Linked DNA regions of Triticum aestivum: region 1 is linked to region 2. A link is a contact called in public Hi-C data. All regions are on one chromosome and are shown on one strand. The core of a region is the stretch at or near the end of the contact, and the rest is flanking DNA. Distances in the headings are between cores, read along the strand shown. Region 1 has its middle 83 kb from the start of LOC123072032. Region 2 holds the start of LOC123072032 (F-box protein At1g67340).

Region 1 (3,078 bases), core at 68-2,567, 83 kb after region 2:
GTCGCGCCTATTTGGTCGCGGTTGCGCAACCGCGACTAATGGCAGTTGCGAACCGCGACCAAAGGCCCTTTTTCCACCAGTGAGGGCGAGGCCGGGGCGATGTGGGAATGACGTGTGATGAAACTTGAGCTTTTATTTGTTAAACTATATAATTTGTATTGAACTATTTGTTGAACTATTTGATTTATGTGATGAAACATGCCGAAACACGTTGAACCATGCCGAACTATGTGACGAACTAATTGATTTCTATTTGTATGCGAATATTCACACCGAAACACGCCGAACCGCGCCAAATATGGGTCGATTCACGCAGATATTGGGCCGTTTTTGGACACAGTTGGGTCGAAATCGGCGTCTGGGGGCGACCTGGAGGGCGACGGCTGGGTGTCCAACCACTCCCAGCGCCGAGTTTACCGCCGGCTCACCCTCAGGCCGCTCTTTTTCGACGCCCTGAGGGGCCGAACGGCTGAAAATGCTCTTACAAGTTTATGTTACTACCCATAGCACATAAAATGGTTTCCAACGCCAAAAGATTAGTATCCTTGAAGTTCAGCCTGCCCTGCAATTAGGTCCTAGATTCGCCACTGATCTGAACCAACTGCACCGAGAACTGCATAGAATCACTAGGCCTTGTATGGTTCAAGTTGAAGTTACGAGAAGCAAGGAGCAGAAGACAGGTCTATGGACACGAGAGTGGGATCTTCGTGTAATGAGCAAAAGGATGGCCAGGGAAACCACTGATTTCTCTGAAGCTTCTTTCGCCTTATCTCCACAACACCGAAAAGCCACAGCGCGACAGCAATACACATGCCAGGTAGCTGCCGTCGACCGGCCAGCAAAGAACATGGCCGCATCCACATCACACATCAAAGCAGGAGACGAGACGACCATAATATCAGCGCTCGCCCCAAGTGGACAAGAGCAGGGATCCGCACGCAGCCATCACGTCCCCGGAGAATGCACACGATATTTCCGAGCCACCATTCATCCATGGGCAGATCGGCCGTAGCCTATCGCACGCACCAGAGGAGCGACGAAGCCAGCGGTGCGCCACGAGAAGGAGAGGCCGCGGTGGGCGGACGTGGAGAAGCGGCGGTGACACGAGCCCGAGCCACCCATCCACATCGTGTGGTTAGCCGGATACGGGACGCCGCTGGCCGAGGAGGAGTTCGATCGATCGAGCGCGGCGATGGGAAACGAGACGAGCCGACGCAAGTGGGCGCGCGGGGACCGTGGCTTCGGCCAACCCGTGTGCCCCGTCGCCGGATTGCGCGACGGGCAGAGGATAAGCCGAGCCGCGTGCCCGCGTTCGGCGTGCGCTACGTGCCACGGCGCCACCGCTCCTGCCAAAACCCAATCTAGCAATCGGCAGGGGAATCTGGAGGACCCGATCTGGACGGACGACGGGATCTATCTCATCTCCTAGCGAGCGCGTCCACGTCCACACGTACGTAGTCCTACGACATCTGCGGCTGGATCGATCTCGCGAGCGTGCGTGGGTCGGGATCAACCTCCACCCGTCGTCCCTCATCCACCGGATCCAGCAGAACTGGCTGACGGCCGGCCGGCTGCTGATCGAGAAATCTTCGACTGGTAGTATGCGTACGTATCCCATCGCCGAGACCTACCTGGTGCAGTACTCTACGACGTAGTACAGCATGGATGCGAGCTTTTGGCCGTGATATTTTGCCGTCCTAGCTGGCATGCACGCATGCATGCATGCGTGCCCTCCTCCATCACTTGCGCCAATCAGCAGACACATGAACCTGCATGTGCGATAAGTTGGGGGCGAATTGAGCTGAGCAATGGGATGGGATGGTTCGTGCGTTGCACTTGCACCGCACATCAGCTAGCTACCTATCCACGCGCACACCAGGCCGCCGCTAGCTTTGGTGTTGCTAGTGGAGCGTGTGTCACGCGTGTGTCGTCCACTGATCAACGAGGTCTCCGCTGTAGTGCACGTAATCCCGCACCATGAGATCGATACTAGTGGAATAGTTGATTGTATTGATTGAGCCTCATGGGCATATATATAGGAGTACAAAGACCAACTTGGAGTACAAGACAAGGCATGACCAAATCCTAGTCTATCCTATACTTCCTAATAATCTTATACTCAACATCCCCCGCAGTCACAACGGTAGCGACGCAGACGGTGAGACTGGAGAAGAATCCGAAGGCAAGCCAACGGACACCCCCCACAGTCGTAACGGTCGACGGATCGCGGAGTCGTGGCTGGAGTGGCAACCGACGAGGTTGCTCAAGCAAGGCGATAGCCCTTTGTGCCGTTTGTCGAGGTAGCCGAGAGCGTGGGTGGTGGAGCCGTGGTCGAGGTAGCCGTGCGAAGAATGCCGTGGTCCATGTCGAGTCAGGGTGGCCGGTGTCGAGGAAGTCGCCGTGGAGCCGCGGGCGCAAGGGGGCGCCGAGTTAGCATGGGCGCAGTGGTGTCGAAGTAGGGGTGCGCCAGGAAGATGATGTTGTTGACGACGCGTCGCGGCGGGTTTGCCAAGCCCGGGGACACATCGTGGACGAAGGCACGCACCGGTGTTGCCAGCACCGGGCATGCGTAGACGGACGAAGACGAAGTTGACGAAGCACCGCACCAGGCTTGCCAGGCCCGGGGACACGTCGTGGACGAAGGCACGCGGCGGTGTTGCCAGCACCGAGCATGCGTAGACTGGGACCTGCACGAGCTGTACGCCATGTCGAAGAAGTTTGAGAGGACAGCAAAGAAGGACTCGACGACGGTTGCGGCGCCAATCGGCGCGGGGCCAATGTCGCCGCGGTTGTCGGAGTAGATGAAGCGGTCGGGGTAGATGACGGCGACGCTGGCGACGGGCTGGTGCTGGACGAAGATGAAGGGGGCAGACGGGCGGCTACGGCGGCTACAGAGGTAGCGACGGCGGCGGCCAAAGAAGAGCGGCGGCGGCAGCGGCTAGGTTATGAGCGCGACGGCGATGCTCGAAGTAGGCGAAGAACCCTGACAGCGTGACGAAGACCGGCGCGGACGGTGACGTTCCCGTGCCAAGGTAGACGGCGCGGCGCATACCACGGGAGGTCGGCGCGCGGTGACAG
Region 2 (3,904 bases), core at 696-3,195:
CACCCCACAGCATCCATCCAAAACACCAAAAGCACAAAGCGACAGAAGCAACGTCTACACTTGGTAGAACTCTAGTAGAAAATTAGTTCAAAGAGGGATCCAGGATTTTCATATTACGGAGTAACTTAATTTAATTTAAAGAAAGAGGGACTAATTTCCCCCTAAAAAAAGAAAATAGGGACTAATTAAGAAAACAAGGCTAGAGTTTTGGTGGCCGCGGTAGAATCTCTCGTCTGCTCCTCTTCCCTAGTAGAGTAGAGTACGTACATCTGACAAGACGACACCCAACGGCCGCAAAAAGAAAGCAAAACGCCAGAAAAACGCTTCCTCATTCATCACCGCCGTTCACTCCGCTACGCCCGGTCCACCGGCCGCGCCATGGACTCGCCGGTGCTGCTACTTGTTGCCGTTGCCGCGGCGGTTGCCCGTTGGGGCGGGTCACTGCTGGGGGGCGGCGGCGGCGGCGCCGACGAGCCAGCGGTCCATGGGCACGCACTGGGCCTTGTGGGCGCGCTTCCAGTCCAGGGCCTGGCACGCACGGGAGCAGTAGTTGGCCGCGCCGCACACCGAGCAGCGCCGGAACTCGTGCCGCCGCGTCTCCTTGCGCCCGCACCGCATGTGAGAGCACAGCCGGAGCTCGCCCTCGCCGTCTCCGCCGGTGGCCGCCGTGTCGGTCTTCTTGGCGCATGCCTGCACGCCACGCGACGCCCACCAGTCTGACATGAACTGGTTCGCCGTGTGGGGCTCCGCCTCCGGCAGGCTCCACCCGAAGTCGGAGAGGAGAGGAGAGCTGGTGACGCCGCCGGCGCCGCCTGCGACGGCGCCGATGGGGAGGGAGGCGAAGGAGTAGGTCGCGCTGGCCGCCGCGGCGGAGAGCGCGAGGGAGAGCTCGCGGGCGTTCGCGGCGACGAGGAGGCGGCGTCCCTCGGCCGGGTCGCGGCGCACGCCGTAGCCGTCCTGGAGGCAGTGCCCGAGCTCGCGGAGCGCGTCGACGTGGCCCAGCGCGGCGGAGCGCGCACAGAGCGCCGCCCCGGCGCGGAGGTCGCGGTCCGACTTGGCACCACCGCTCCCGTTGAATTGGATGACGGCCAGCGAGTAGAGCGCCGCCGGGTGCCCGCCGACCGCCGCCTTCGCGAGCAGAGCCGCTCCACCGCTCCGGCTGCCAAGGCAGTAGAACCGGATCTGCAAAAACGTAAGAAACTCGTCAGCGCTTGATCCCTGACACTCCGGCCATGCATGCATGGATGTCAAACCCGAACGATAAGTCAACAAGATTTGTTCGTCGACTCTTACCATGCCTAGAATGTAGCAAGCCTCGAGGTTGCCGGCGTCGGCGCAGCGCTTGAGAAACCGCTGCACGGGCTCCGACCACGCCGCCGCCTTGACGGCGAGCGACGCCGGCGAGGCCTTGGCGAACACCATGTCCTGCTGTCCCAGGCCGTTCAGCCTCTTGCACCTGAAACGTCAAAGGCACAAACACGTTCAGGCAACCAAACACATGAAGCAGCAGGAGTTGCTTGGCAAGAAGCAGTTGAACCAAACACGAAGGGCGGGGCGGGGCGCGGGCGTACGTTAGGTGGACGGACAGCAGGTCGGACGGTGAGTTCGCAGATGCGGCGAGTTTGGAGAAGATGGAGAGCACGAGGTCGTCAGGGATGCCATCCAAATAGTCCGGCCCCGAAGCCTGGCGCTTCCGGCGCCCACCAGACACTTCGCCGGCGGCGGCGGGCGAGCGCTTCCTCTTCTGGCCGGCCACGGGAGCCGCTGGCTCGACAACACCTCCGCAGGTATAGAGAGAGCCGCTCCTCGTCCTCATCTTATCTCTGGCTGCGCGAGCCGTGGTGGCGGGCCGGTCTCCGGAGGGAGGGAGGGAGGAGAGGGAGCGGCCGCGGGACGGGGAGAAGCGGTGGTGGAGTGGAGAGGAGATAGATGTTTCGGAAAAGGGATAGCGGGAGGCGCCTCGTTTTATACACGGGAGCTCCGGTCCGTACCGTGCCTTGGTGCGTGACCCTGCGTGAGCCGGGGGCGAGGCGTGCGGGGCCCGGCTGTCAGCCGGGTCCTGGTTTTATCCGTCCCGCTTTTAACTTTGCATGCCCTGCCAGTGCATGCCCTGCCAGTGGTAGAGTATAGTCTTGATGGCGTGTGAGGAGCAGGCTGCAGGCGTAGAGGCATCGATGCTGGCTGGGCTGGGCTTTATCTTTGGAGGAAAATGAATGCCGGGCTTTCAAAAAGAGCCATCTTTGCTGCGAGAAACAAGGGCATTATTGTTCGTTCATTCATTCATTCATTCACGACGCCAGGCAGTTTCGATCGCTATACGTAGTGCTCCTTCATTGCGTGTGCTTTTCAGTTGGTAAATTTTTACTTGCTTCGGTGGTCAAACGGTGGCGTTACCGGGAGTCCATAACACCAGTACCGTACGTGTTCTACTTGGAGGAGGAGGGTAGAGTACGGGCAATGGGTGGAGTGTTGGACGGGGCGTGCGTTTATTGCATCGGGTCGAAGTTGAACGGAAACGTGAAGGCACTCGGGCTGGGCTGTGCATGCGGCGGCGTTTCTGAGCTCACGACATAAACGCTTTCGGTCCAGGCTTAGGCTTAAGAGCATTTCCAACAGCCGCATTAAACTAGTGCCGCGTCGCAAAATAGGTCGTTTTAGCACGCGCGCAACGCGTCAGGGCGCTCCAGTGGGCGCGCAAAAACAGCGCGCGCGCTAAAACGGGTTGGACGCGCGGTGAAAAACACTTACCCGCGTGGCGTATTACGGACGCCCACTACAGCGAGCGGCACACTCGAGCGCTCGCGCCCGCTCTTCCTCTCGCGCTTCCACCCCCGACCGGCCGCGCCGCCGCCGCCGTCCGCGCACCCCGGCCACCGTCCCAGGCTTCCCCGGCCTATCCCCGCGCGCCCGCGCTTCCGCCCATCCCCTCCTAGTACCGCCGGAGCCCGCGCGCCTCCGTCGTCCGAGGAACAGCGCCCGAGCGCTCGCTGCCACGCCGCGCCCGCAAGGTGTTTGACAAAACGCCTACAAGGTATGTATTGCTCAAACTTCATTGATTTTGGTGCATGTTTTGAATTGTAGTTTTTATAGTATAGTATTGAACATTGTAGATGAGTTCGTCGTATGATTCTTCCGAAGAAGAATTTGATATGGAAGAGGAGGAGGATCTTGCAATGATCGTAGCTATGCATATCAATAAAAAACCGAAGCACGGTGGTTCGGTTATGGGTCGGGAGAAAATTTGGAGAGATATGATTGATGCACATAACAGATTGATGAAGAACTATTTCGTGGAGAATCCCACATACCCGGAGTCGTATTTTCGTCGCCGGTTTAGGGTGAGCACCGACTTGTTCAGGCGCATTGCAGAGAAACTAGCGAGCCATGACCGGTTTTCCCAGCAAAGGAGGAATGCCGCCGAAGAGCTCGGGCATAGCACTTTTTTGAAGGTGACAGCCGCTTTGCGTATGTTGGCATACGGTATCCCGGCTGATCTAGTTGATGATCATTTGGCTATGGGTGAGATCCAAGCCATCATGTGTGTCAAGCGCTTTGCAGTGGGAATTATGCAAGTGTTTGGCGAGGAGTATTTGAGATCTCCCACTGCTGAAGACGTCGCAAGGCTATTGGCGATGAACAAAGCGCGCGGCTTTCCTGGCATGCTTGGCTCAATAGATTGCATGCATTGGAGTTGAAAGAATTGTCCAAAGGCATGGCATGGGCAATTCCACGGCCAAAAAAAGGGTTCCACTATAATTCTTGAAGCGGTGGCCGATCAGGAGACTTGGCTTTGGCATGCATTCTTTGGAATGCCTGAATCTTTGAATGATATTAATGTTGTCAACCGGTCACCACTGATGAATAAGATTGCAAACGGTGAGTTGCCACCTGTGCAGTTTGTAGC

Evidence for each region. Hi-C and Micro-C count contacts between places; a contact is called where the count stands out from the background.
Region 1: a contact with region 2 is called in a Hi-C map of leaf, with 4 times the contacts expected there. The contact joins the enhancer-like site here to the promoter of LOC123072032 in region 2. A contact is called at or near these places in 2 of 5 Hi-C or Micro-C datasets (both in leaf) and 1 of 1 datasets of contacts at active chromatin or transcription factors (leaf).

What each region holds. Positions count from the first base shown.
Region 1 is chr3B:726,613,509-726,616,586 of IWGSC CS RefSeq v2.1, forward strand. No RefSeq gene overlaps it. Among protein-coding and RNA genes, the nearest start is that of LOC123072032, 83 kb to the left of the region's middle. Within about 2 kb of position 1,318, at least 7 of the 8 cell types and tissues checked have an H3K27ac peak or open chromatin away from gene starts, as enhancers often do. A contact at or near this core is called in leaf, where this site is marked.
Region 2 is chr3B:726,529,708-726,533,611 of IWGSC CS RefSeq v2.1, forward strand. It overlaps LOC123072032 (F-box protein At1g67340), which reads right to left and starts at 1,946. Exons shown (of 3, transcript XM_044495593.1): 1 at 1,572-1,946; 2 at 1,294-1,456; 3 at 83-1,182. The coding sequence starts at 1,816. The coding sequence ends at 439.